Linked DNA regions of Mus musculus: region 2 is linked to region 1. The links are chromatin contacts, called in public Micro-C maps. All regions are on one chromosome and are shown on one strand. Each heading gives the region's core, a stretch centred on a gene start, on an enhancer-like site or on the middle of the called end of the contact. The rest is flanking DNA. Distances are from core to core; before and after follow the strand shown. Region 1 overlaps Pigk (phosphatidylinositol glycan anchor biosynthesis, class K). Region 2 overlaps St6galnac3 (ST6 (alpha-N-acetyl-neuraminyl-2,3-beta-galactosyl-1,3)-N-acetylgalactosaminide alpha-2,6-sialyltransferase 3).

Region 1 (5,132 bases), core at 861-3,360:
TATTAGTAAGATCTGACTGCATGCAGTAAAATGTTTTTACCCTTTTTCCTGTGAATTCCACAATGTGTCAACATTAGATTTCAAAACTTCAACTTCATCTTTTCCTGAAAATCATATGAAATAAGCTTAACTAAGACTCAAAACCTGCAGTGTGAGGATTATGAGGCCTCTCCCAAAAGGAGGCTGATATGCAAATCAGTGCCATTCTCTGCCCCAGATTAAAGAACACCCAGAGTTCTTGGTGGTGTGAGCATCTCTCTCACAGGAGCAACATAAAAGATAGTTAATTCAGTCTAGAAGAATGCCACAGATTCTAGCCACGATAGGTGGAGAGTGGGTGGGTCACTGCTATGAGTTGGGTTGGGAGGAGATATGGGGGAAGGGGTGGGAGGGGCCTACTGGCTCCTGGGTAGTTTCTGGAAACTCTCAAACTGTCAGAGGAAAAAAGCAGGCAAACACTCCAGCTACAGACAGGCAAGGACTTCCTGAATGGATTCCTGCTGCAGAATAAATAGGCCAGTGGGAGAGAAATGAAACCTCATGAAATTCAAAAACAAAAACAACAAAACCCTTCCGTTCAGCAAAAGAAAGAGTTGGGTGAAGAAAGAGCCTAGGAGACAGGAGATAATCTAACAGCGAATTAATATCCATGATATACAAAAGCTCAAGACGGCAGATGTCAGGAAGAACACAGAAGACAACTCAAGCAAAACTCAGCTAAGCACTGAACAGAGAGAAGCCCAAGTGACCAGCAACTATCATGAAGCACTCGGTGCCCTTAGTCATCACAGAGGCACCAGTTAAAACCACAATGAGATTCCATCTACATCAGGAAGAATGGCTAACAGCAAGACACGGATATTGGAATGGTGTTGGTGGGCATATAACCTTCTGCAGCTACAAGGAAAACCAACGTGGTGATTTCTAAGAAAGCAAATGCTACAGTTGCCATATGACCCACCCATCCCACTCCTGGGCACCCACCCGAAGAACTCTGCATCCTACCAAAGAGACCTGCACATCTGTGGTCACGGCCGCTCTAGTCACAGTAGCTAGGAAATACAGTCAGCCTAGACACTATTAACTCAAGTAACAACAAAAATGAGGTACACACACAATGGAATTCAAGTCATCCAATAACTTGAAACTATGAGATTTTCAAGAAATGGAAGAAACTGAAAAATATTCTATTACCTTAACTCTCTCATGTGTGTTCAGCTCTTTTATATATACACATCTATATCACAGGAGAAATATGATCTTTAAGTTGGGGGTGGGGAGACAGCAGAACCCGTGTGACATAGAAGGGACACGATGGTCTCACTCAGCGAGAGCAGATGGCAGACAGAATGTACAGTCTAGGATGTCAACCGAAAGAAATGATACATGGAAAGCTGACATTTTGGTAAGCTAATCAAAAAACAATTTTTAAAAATATTTTGAATGGGATATTCACCCTGTGGGGATGAATAAAGGTGTTTCCAGAGGTTACAGCCTATTAAACAAGAATCCCAGGACCAGGGCAAGGCACTTCTCAGGAGGTGACCATGGGTGCTCCCAAGAACCCCAAAACAACCCAGGCCACTGCCCTTAGTTTCCTACCATAACTAGTTGGTCAGACTGTGCTGCTCAAGATCACACAGGATTGACCCCAGACACAGAGAAAGCAAGCTGCAGCTGGGCTGGAACCTCCCCCCTGCTGGCTAGGCTGAAGCTGCCAGGGGGCGCCATGCAGCTCGCCCTCCGGGTACCAACACTGACGGCCAGGCAGCTTGAGAGCACTGGTACGGCGGGAAGCCTGCCCACCTCGGGGCTGGACTTGCCACAGGAAGGACCTCGCTTCGGACGCTCTCCGCTGGTCAAAAGCCTGTAGCTGGGAAGAGGGGCTGCAGGATGCAAGTCGCGCCTATCAAACGGCCTTCTCCAGAGCTCACATGCCCGCAGAGCTGCTCAGACAAGCTTCTTCCTCCAGTGGGCAGCAGTGACTGCAGACTCATAACTACTCAAAGTCGAGAGAATAAACTAAACGACAGTTTGAATACCTCGCCCGCTATACCTAGGACATATAGAACAGCCCCTCAAAGCTCGGGGGCACTGTGGAAGATGGAGCAGAGAGAACGGAAGAGTCAGCGGAAGTGAGATAGCTGTGGAAAGCTGACTTCCGGATACGACAGGACTTTGGCAATCGCAGACCCACAGCAGCCTTGACATCTGCACTGGACTGCAAGGCTGGGTCTGTCAGGACCCTTCCAGGGAAGAGCAAGGGATCCGTGGAGCCCCACCCTCTCCAGGACTCACAGGCAGTTAAAAGTTGATGGGGGAGGAGACAGAATTTCCACAGCCCTGTAGCTATAAGGTGTACATGCTCTGTAAACAGGCTTCCGCCCACGCTCCTGCAGACAGCCCTGAGGAGACTCACAGGGTCACCACAACTGATAGACAAAGGCAAGACAAGAAAGCATAGGGGAGCCAGCTGGGAAGAGGATTGGCAGAACTGGGGTGAATATGACCGACATACACCATGCACATGCATAAACCGACATAATGAAATCCATTGCTGTGGACAACTAATACATAATAATTAATTAAATTATATACTAATTAAATATATATACTAATTAAAACACTTAGTCCCAACACTTGGGAGGTAATATCAGGTGGACCAAGGTTCAAGACCAATCTCAGGGACACAGGAGTTTATGGGCAGCCTCTAATACATGAGAGCCAGTTCAACAGAAAAAGCTTTTAAAAGAAAAAACTTGTGAAAAAAAATGAGCAATTTTCTAATTTTTAAATTTTTCTTGTTGAACCATTTGAAAGTTGAGACACCATCAGTTATTATGTATTTCAGCATGCCTTCACAATGTCAACAATGTTTCAAAGACAGTGTGTAATTCACACTGAGTCTCATGTAGCTCACCAGTCTCACAGTGGTTAAATCAACCGCTCATAACTTTCCTGGAAATACTGGTTCTCTTCCACAGGTTGCACACTGTTTCCAGGAACCTGGCTCGATGTTCTTTCCAGTTAGGTGACTTCCATCCTAACGCACTGTTACCCTTGTACTCCTGCATCTTCGTTTCTCACTCGGAGGCTCGGGAGGCCTCTTCCTCCCTGCTTCTGCTGAGGTGACGCCCTAGCATACTTGGAGGATTGGCAGGGTAGACAGTCCCTCTCAGGTACCCACGACATAAGACCTTTCAATGCACACATTCTGCTTGAGCTCTGAAAAGGTTTCCAGTACAGTTTTTAACGCTATTTCTATTTCTATTCCATTTGATTTTCTAGTTTAAGCATTAAGCAAATATAATGGACCCCCCCCCCAGACTCTCTCTCTCTCTCTGATTTTTCCTGTTTTCTTCCTCACATTTCAGTGTTATTTTCCTGGCTCTTATTTCTAGTCTTTATTCCTTTCACTGAACTTGTGGTAACACACTCCTCCCCTGGGTGTCTTGTAATTTAGTTTTCACTTCCAAGGTGATTTTCTCTATTTTGCCTTTGTCTTTCCAGAGTCCAGTTGGGTTCTTCCAGACATTTCTGTTGTTTGTCTCTTTCAGTCATGACTCTCTCAGTGAGTTCATTCATTACACAGACACTTGTGTAATACCGTGTTCACACTCCAGGGCTCCAGCTGGCCTTCCTCTGTGTTTTCTTTTATATCCCAGCCCTCTGTGTGTGTTTATGCATGTGCAGGCGCTTGTATACGATATGAGTGCGCATGTCTGAAAACCTCATTCCTCAGCCCCGTCAACGTGGTTTTAGAGACAGCCTGTCTGTCCCTGGCGTGGGCCTTGCTGGTGACCGTGCTGACTGTCCAGTGAACCCCAGAGGGCCACCTATGTCTGCCTCCCCAATACTGGGATTGCAATCACATGCCCCCACCCAGCCTTCTTATGAAGGCCCTGGGGTTGAACTCAGGTCCTTAAACTTCTCCTCAACCCTTCTTTCTGTTTTTGCTTTTCTCCACTGAAAGTGCCTACACATAACAAAATGTATATAAGTTATATATACTTTAATAAGGTTTTATCTTAATTTTCTATTTTATTCTGGTATTAACTTTGTACATTTGCTGAATTCTTTCTCTCTTGAAGATTATTTATGTTGGCTTTCCTGGGATTAGTAATGGCCATTAATCTGGAGTTGGATCAAGGAGATGAGCTAATTTACAAGGGAGAGTTTTCAGTTCAAGAGCGCCCTCTTCTGTAGCTGAAACGAACTGCAGCTTACTTAATAAAGTAGCCGATGTACCGGGGTGGGATTTTTAAATACTCCCTTGCTTTCATAAAGCCCTTCCTTACTCTTTTTGTCCACATCTAACACTTCTGGGCACCGTGTCCCCACCCTCCTCTTCACAACGTCCTCTGTTCTCATAGAATTGTCGCTTTCCTAATCATGGTGCATAAGGTCACCAAGCTCTCTACTCAGCATTTGTAATTCTGAGAAAACTACAGGTGCTCATTCCAACTTACGCATGGCTGGAACCCCAAACACCTCCTTCTTTCCTCTTATGAATAATGTGTGTTCTCCTTCTTAAGGTCATTCTTTTACTTAAGATTTTGAGAGCTCTAAGACACTCACTGGCTCCAGAGGTTATCTCTCCATTTTCTCTTTCCAAGACTGGGCTAAGAAGCTCTACTGACAGCATTTCATGAAGGAACAATTTCTGCACAGGAGGCTGTGCCGTTTTTCCTTGTGTCACTGTGTCTCAGACAATGGCATTTCACAGATACAAGCCGAGTCTCTTCACTGTGGAAGGGTTCTGAATCCAACACAGCAAAGCTACAATCTGTGCTGAAAGTGATTAAAATACTGCCCAACCCCTCTGTGAAGTTGAAAAAGACAGAGCAGGCTCAAGAGAAGCTCACAAAATCAGTTTACAATCCTCCTTTTGTGTCCTTGTTTCTCTATCTTAGATGCCCAGTGGCCTCAGAAACTCTTTACTCTGCTACTGAAGCACTCTTAGAACAAGTCTCTAAAATTATTTACAGTGCCCATACATAAAGCCATCTCTGACTCAAGAGTGTTTCCTCCCACAATGCCATGCTGAAATCAGATTATTCATGTATAAACTGACAGAGCTTATTGGGGCCTAAAGGCCAAAGCATTCTTCTAAGAATTGAAAACAACTGTAA
Region 2 (4,940 bases), core at 2,231-4,730, 910 kb before region 1:
GTCACCCGAGGGGGGTATTTCCGTCTGCATGGCTGAGGTGATCATGAGTAAGGAGGCCACGACTCAGACCGTCTGACAGCTGCTGCTCAAGCACACACTGCTTTCTTTTCTCTTCTCTTCTCTTCTCTTCTCTTCTCTTCTCTTCTCTTCTCTTCTCTTCTCTTCTCTTCTCTTCTCTTCTCTTCTTTTCTTAAAGGTTTAATGTACGAGTACACTGTGGCTGTCTTCAGACACACCAGAAAGAGGGCATCTGATCCCATTACAAATGGTTGTGAGCCACCATGTGGTTGCTGGGAATTGAACTCAGCACCTCTGGAAGAGCAGTCAGTGCTCTTAGCTGCTGAGCCGTCTCTCCAGCCCCATGCTTCTTCTCCATCAGGGGAGGCGAGCCCTGCTAGTCCTGAGGGCCAGGGCTACGGTGTTAGGTGCTCACACCAGGTCTATTGAAGTGTTCCCTGCTGTTTTACTCGAGTGTGTCTGTATGCCTGGATACCCAAATGCAACCAGCCATTACTTTGGCTCCAGGAAATGACCAGCGGAATGGGATCTCTCTGTCTTCTGCCCCACATGATCGATCCTCCACGGAAGCAAGACACCTCTCTGGGAGAAAGGCACTGTACTCGCATAGAGGTCTGGAAGGAATCATATACCCTGGGGCTAAGGTGACCTCCACAGGGGGTGATTCTTATATTAATCAGTTCTGCTATGCAGTTCCTGCCAGTTAACAGCCTGTGACTTGAGAAAAATTACACATCTACCCCTGTCCAAAATTCCAGTATGCATCAGGAAATAAGCCTTTGGGGCCCTCTCCGATTCATACTGCAGACAGCTTTATAGCTGGGGATGGCTGCACGGGTCTGCAGCCCTGTAATGTAGTTAGTTATTGGGGTGTGGATGCAGTTGGATCAACAAGCTCCCTGGCCTGCAAGCCTGGCTGAAATAGCTACACATTCAGTAAGAGACCTTATCTCAGAGAAGGGGGAAGGCAGAGCAGAAGCGTTCCCCTGGCGTCCATATCTATGCCATCTGCATACACACATGTACATGCATATGTACACTTGCAAAATAAACCAACCAAGAAAGCCCCAGAGACCAGAGGGGAAGAAGTCTGGAATGTCAACCAAGCCCCCAGAGAGCCACAGCGAGGTGCACTACCTTGCTAGTCATGTTTCTCGATGCCCATGGTTTATGGTTTAGCCTTCTGTTCCATCATGACTGCCACCTCAGGAATTCTATCTGATGGTCTTTTGCTGTGAGAACTGAATGAGTGACTGACCGTATTCCACACCACAAGCTGTCGCCATGTCCCGTCTCCCATGTAAAATCCTTAGTAGTCTAGTCATTTGGTTATCAATATCCTGTCAATCGAGATTCTATATGTCGATACCACACTCAGTTTTTAAGAAATTAATTTTATTTATTTGTTTTGTGTGTGTGTATGCCTCTCCTGCATGAATGTCTACCATTTGCATACAGGGAGCCTAAAGAACTGGAGTCCCAGGCAACTGTGGGCTGTTATGTGGGTGCTGGGAATTGAACCTGGGTCCTCTGCAAGATCGCTATTGGCTTTTTACTACTGATGCCTCTCTTTAGCTCCAACAAAGCCTTTTAACTTTCTTTTTAATTTTTATTTACTTTTTCCTGTGGGTGAAAAGGGTCAAACTCAGTACTCCACGCTTCCGTGGCAAACGCTTTGCCGACTATGCCCCTCCTCGGCACTCTCTTACGACTTAACACATTTTAACAGCTCTCAATCATTCCCATCCAAACAGACCATACTGTAAACTGAACATCAGGGAGGGACTTGAGTCATAGCACACTGTCACCCCAAAGAATCCCTCTCCTTCTGGGCGGTTCTGTCTAGCAGGTGCAGGCCAGCGGAATGTGCCAGTAACGTGGCAGATGCTCCTCTCAACAGTTTCCACGCGTGGGCCTCCACTCCTGGCTTGGGATCACATGACTGGTTTCCAGCCATCCCCTGTGGCCCTCCATGGAGCAGAGTGCACAGAGGAGATCTTAGAAGGCTTTGTCCAAGGTGTGCCCTTGAGTCTGTGACTCAAAGGGAAATCCATTCGCAACTAACTTTCAGCATTGGCTCGCTGAAGGCCCGACCGCCCTGCTTGCTCCTCTGCGGTGTCCAGGAATCTTCTCTCACAGACTGGAAATCACCACCACCCACAGTTAACAGGCTCACAAGACTTACCACAGCGTCTTTGCTTCGGAACTGTTCCTTGTAAAAAGCCAGCAAAGAGGCAGCTGCAGACCATGTCTAAGTGCACTTTTCAAAGGTCAGACTCCAAGGATGTGAACCTGGTCAGTAGCTGTTTAAAATGTGTTTATTTCTGTCAAGAGACAGACTTTGTCCGGGACAGAGTCTGTTGTCAGTGCACTGTCTGTTCATTGATATACAGCTTACAGATAAAAGCATTTCCATGGCTTGGTAATGTGTGAGGGTTTTGACAAAACTCAATTTTCATCTTATCCTGTGGTATTTTCTATGATTCAGTGGAGAGATCCCAAGCTAATTCTACCTTGGTTCTTTTGGAGAGAGAAAGAAGAGAAGCATCAATGGTAGTGATCAGCCGTGTGTGGGATTGGTGTGCATGCCAAGTCGGCTTCAGATGAGCAAACCCAGGAAAGTTCCTACCGATGAGTAGCTTTCACGGTTGGCCGAACAGCAGAGTTTGGGAAGCCTCTGGTTCCGGGCTCGGGGCACCTCAGGTCTAATTTAGTTCTGGGAAAGCAGATTCAAATATTCAGAAAGCGGTTCCTTCCTTTTCACTCCCTTGCTTAGGATGAGTTTGAATTATAGTCTTTGTCTCAAAGTTCTTCCTAAGAGTATTTTATCCAGAACTAACAAATTTATAGGCGTCAGAAATGGCGTGTTTTTTTTTTTATACCAGTCATTTGCACGAGACCGTGCCCAGGGTTATTTACACAGGGTCACGGCCAATCACAGGAGCTTGAGAAAGCAGCATCTCATAAATTCACAATGGATTGTGGTGTCAGTGCTTTTCCAGAAAGGAAAACTCAGATTCTAGAGTCAGGAAATGCGACCCCAGAAGCCAGGCCTCTGCTCCCCTTGGACACCTGCCATTGCTGTCAACTCTCCTGCTTCCTGCTCTGCCCCTGTGTGGAGGAGACCATGACTCAGCTAAATGACCAGGTGGCTGAACCCTCTGTGCTCTCCTCAGTCCTTGCTGTCTTCTTCCCCAGGCTTCTCTTTCCAGTCTCCTTTTGCTGTTAGCTATTTGCACACCTCGCATCTGGGGGAGTTCTGGAAATATGGCGGCCAATCGAGTACCAGTGAGCCTTGCCCAGAGCACCACCTTCCCAGGCCACGTGTTAGGAGATACATGTTTCTGTGTCCCGTGTTCCCGTGATCGTGACTGCAATATGTGTGGAGTAGGCAGAGGTGTGGGGATCTAAGCAAAGGCTAGGGAAGTGCAAGATAGCCTGCTGTGAGCACACACTCTTGCTGGAGCACAGCCCCTCCCCTCCGCCATCCCCGTCCCAGAGGAGACTGGAATTCAGCAGTCCTTAGTCTGTATCTGTACTGACCGGTATTTGCGTGAAAGCCGCATTGCGTGTGCGTGTGTGTGTGTGTGTGTGTGTGTGTGTGTGTGTGTGTGTATGGCCGTGTGAGAGAATGGGCACTTGCACGTAAGCTCTGTCATGCCTACGGAGACTAAAGAAAGCTTCCATTGTTTTCCTCTGAAGGGAACTGGCCTGTGTGGGACCATGGGCCCAAGATGACGATTCTCTGAGGTGAAAGTCTTTTCAAGGGTTTTAACTTTTTGGTCAAAGTCAGAAGGCTTGTGAGTTCTAGAGGAAATGCTTGTTTGAACTAGCTCACTTTCTTCCTCTCCCTTTTCCCCTTCCCTTGCTCTCTCCCTGTCTCTCTCATGTGGACTCCTTTGAGGCTAGCATGAGCTGTATATGAAACCCCTTCTTAACAATGCTCCCCTGCCTCCCCAAAAGAAAGATGAAATGCATGCTCGTTGTCAGGGAGATCTGAGAGTCCTGCAAAGGTCAGCCTCTGAAATCTCAGAGTTTTAAAAAAGTGCTCAGGGTGGGAACATGTCTGAACATGAAGTCCTAGTGAGCTGACAGCACTGTGTCTATCACAAGCATCTCCACGAAGAGGAGGTAGGGTGCCTCTGGAGGGGTGCTGGTATTCCCAGCCTGGGCTGTAGCAGTTGAGCTATGGTGTTCAGCCAGAGGCGGGATGCAAGACCAGTGCTTAAAAGCATCTGCGTGCTTGCTATGCAAGTGTGAGGACCCAAGTTCAAATCCCCAGAAACCCATGTAAAGGTGGGTGTATTAGCATGGATATGTATCCCTGTGCCCTTACAATGAGGTGAAAGGTCAAGGAGGAGAGCCCTGAGAAGCCCACAGGCTGGCTAGCCTGGGATACATGCAGCATCAGGAAATGACATGGTAAAATGGGGACCGACACCTGCGGTTGTCCTTTGCCTTCTACAGGCATGACATAGCCTGCATGCAAATGCACACATGCACCCCAACACACATAGTCATGCACACACATACATGCCACTCACACACACACCACACAATAGATACAGCAACACGGGAGCAGGCTGGGTATGTGTGCCTGCAGCCATGACTCCAGCGAGGTGGATGCAGAACGGTCATGAGTTCAGTGCCAGCCTGGGCAAAATGAGATTCAGTCACCAAAACCCAAAGGCTAGAGAGGTTAAGAACACATGCTGGTCTTTCAGAGGACCAGAGTTCCACTCCCAGCACCTACATCCTGAAGCTCTTAGGCCCCTGTAACTCCACCTCCTTCTGGCTCTGTAGACACCTCATGTGCACATACCCTCACAGAGACACATACATGTGCATATGATTAAAAACAAGGCATCTTTAAAAAGTAAAGCCAGACAGGCGTCGTGGCTCTGCGGCATCGCTGGATGCTG

What was found. A called contact is a pair of places that touch in the nucleus more often than the background predicts.
Region 2: a Micro-C map of the G1E-ER4 cell line shows a contact between it and region 1, with 5 times the contacts expected there. The contact joins two enhancer-like sites. A contact is called at or near these places in 1 of 39 promoter capture datasets (the 3T3-L1 cell line), 4 of 15 datasets of contacts at CTCF or cohesin (hippocampal excitatory neurons, large pre-B cells, pro-B cells and 1 more), 64 of 484 Hi-C or Micro-C datasets (3T3-L1-derived adipocytes, the AML12 cell line, the Ba/F3 cell line and 37 more), 10 of 115 datasets of contacts at active chromatin or transcription factors (bone marrow-derived dendritic cells, craniofacial prominence, embryonic basal ganglia and 5 more) and 1 of 9 other capture datasets (embryonic stem cells).

The regions. Positions count from the first base shown.
Region 1 is chr3:152,760,384-152,765,515 of GRCm38.p6, reverse strand. All of the region lies in intron 9 of Pigk (phosphatidylinositol glycan anchor biosynthesis, class K), which reads right to left. Among named protein-coding and RNA genes, the nearest start is that of Gm40181, 6.8 kb to the right of the region's middle. Within about 2 kb of position 2,110, at least 136 of the 459 cell types and tissues checked have an H3K27ac peak or open chromatin away from gene starts, as enhancers often do. A contact at or near this core is called in the G1E-ER4 cell line and neural stem cells, where this site is marked.
Region 2 is chr3:153,667,236-153,672,175 of GRCm38.p6, reverse strand. The region is part of intron 1 of St6galnac3 (ST6 (alpha-N-acetyl-neuraminyl-2,3-beta-galactosyl-1,3)-N-acetylgalactosaminide alpha-2,6-sialyltransferase 3); the gene reads left to right. Among named protein-coding and RNA genes, the nearest start is that of St6galnac3, 55 kb to the left of the region's middle. Within about 2 kb of position 3,480, at least 59 of the 459 cell types and tissues checked have an H3K27ac peak or open chromatin away from gene starts, as enhancers often do. A contact at or near this core is called in the G1E-ER4 cell line and neural stem cells, where this site is marked.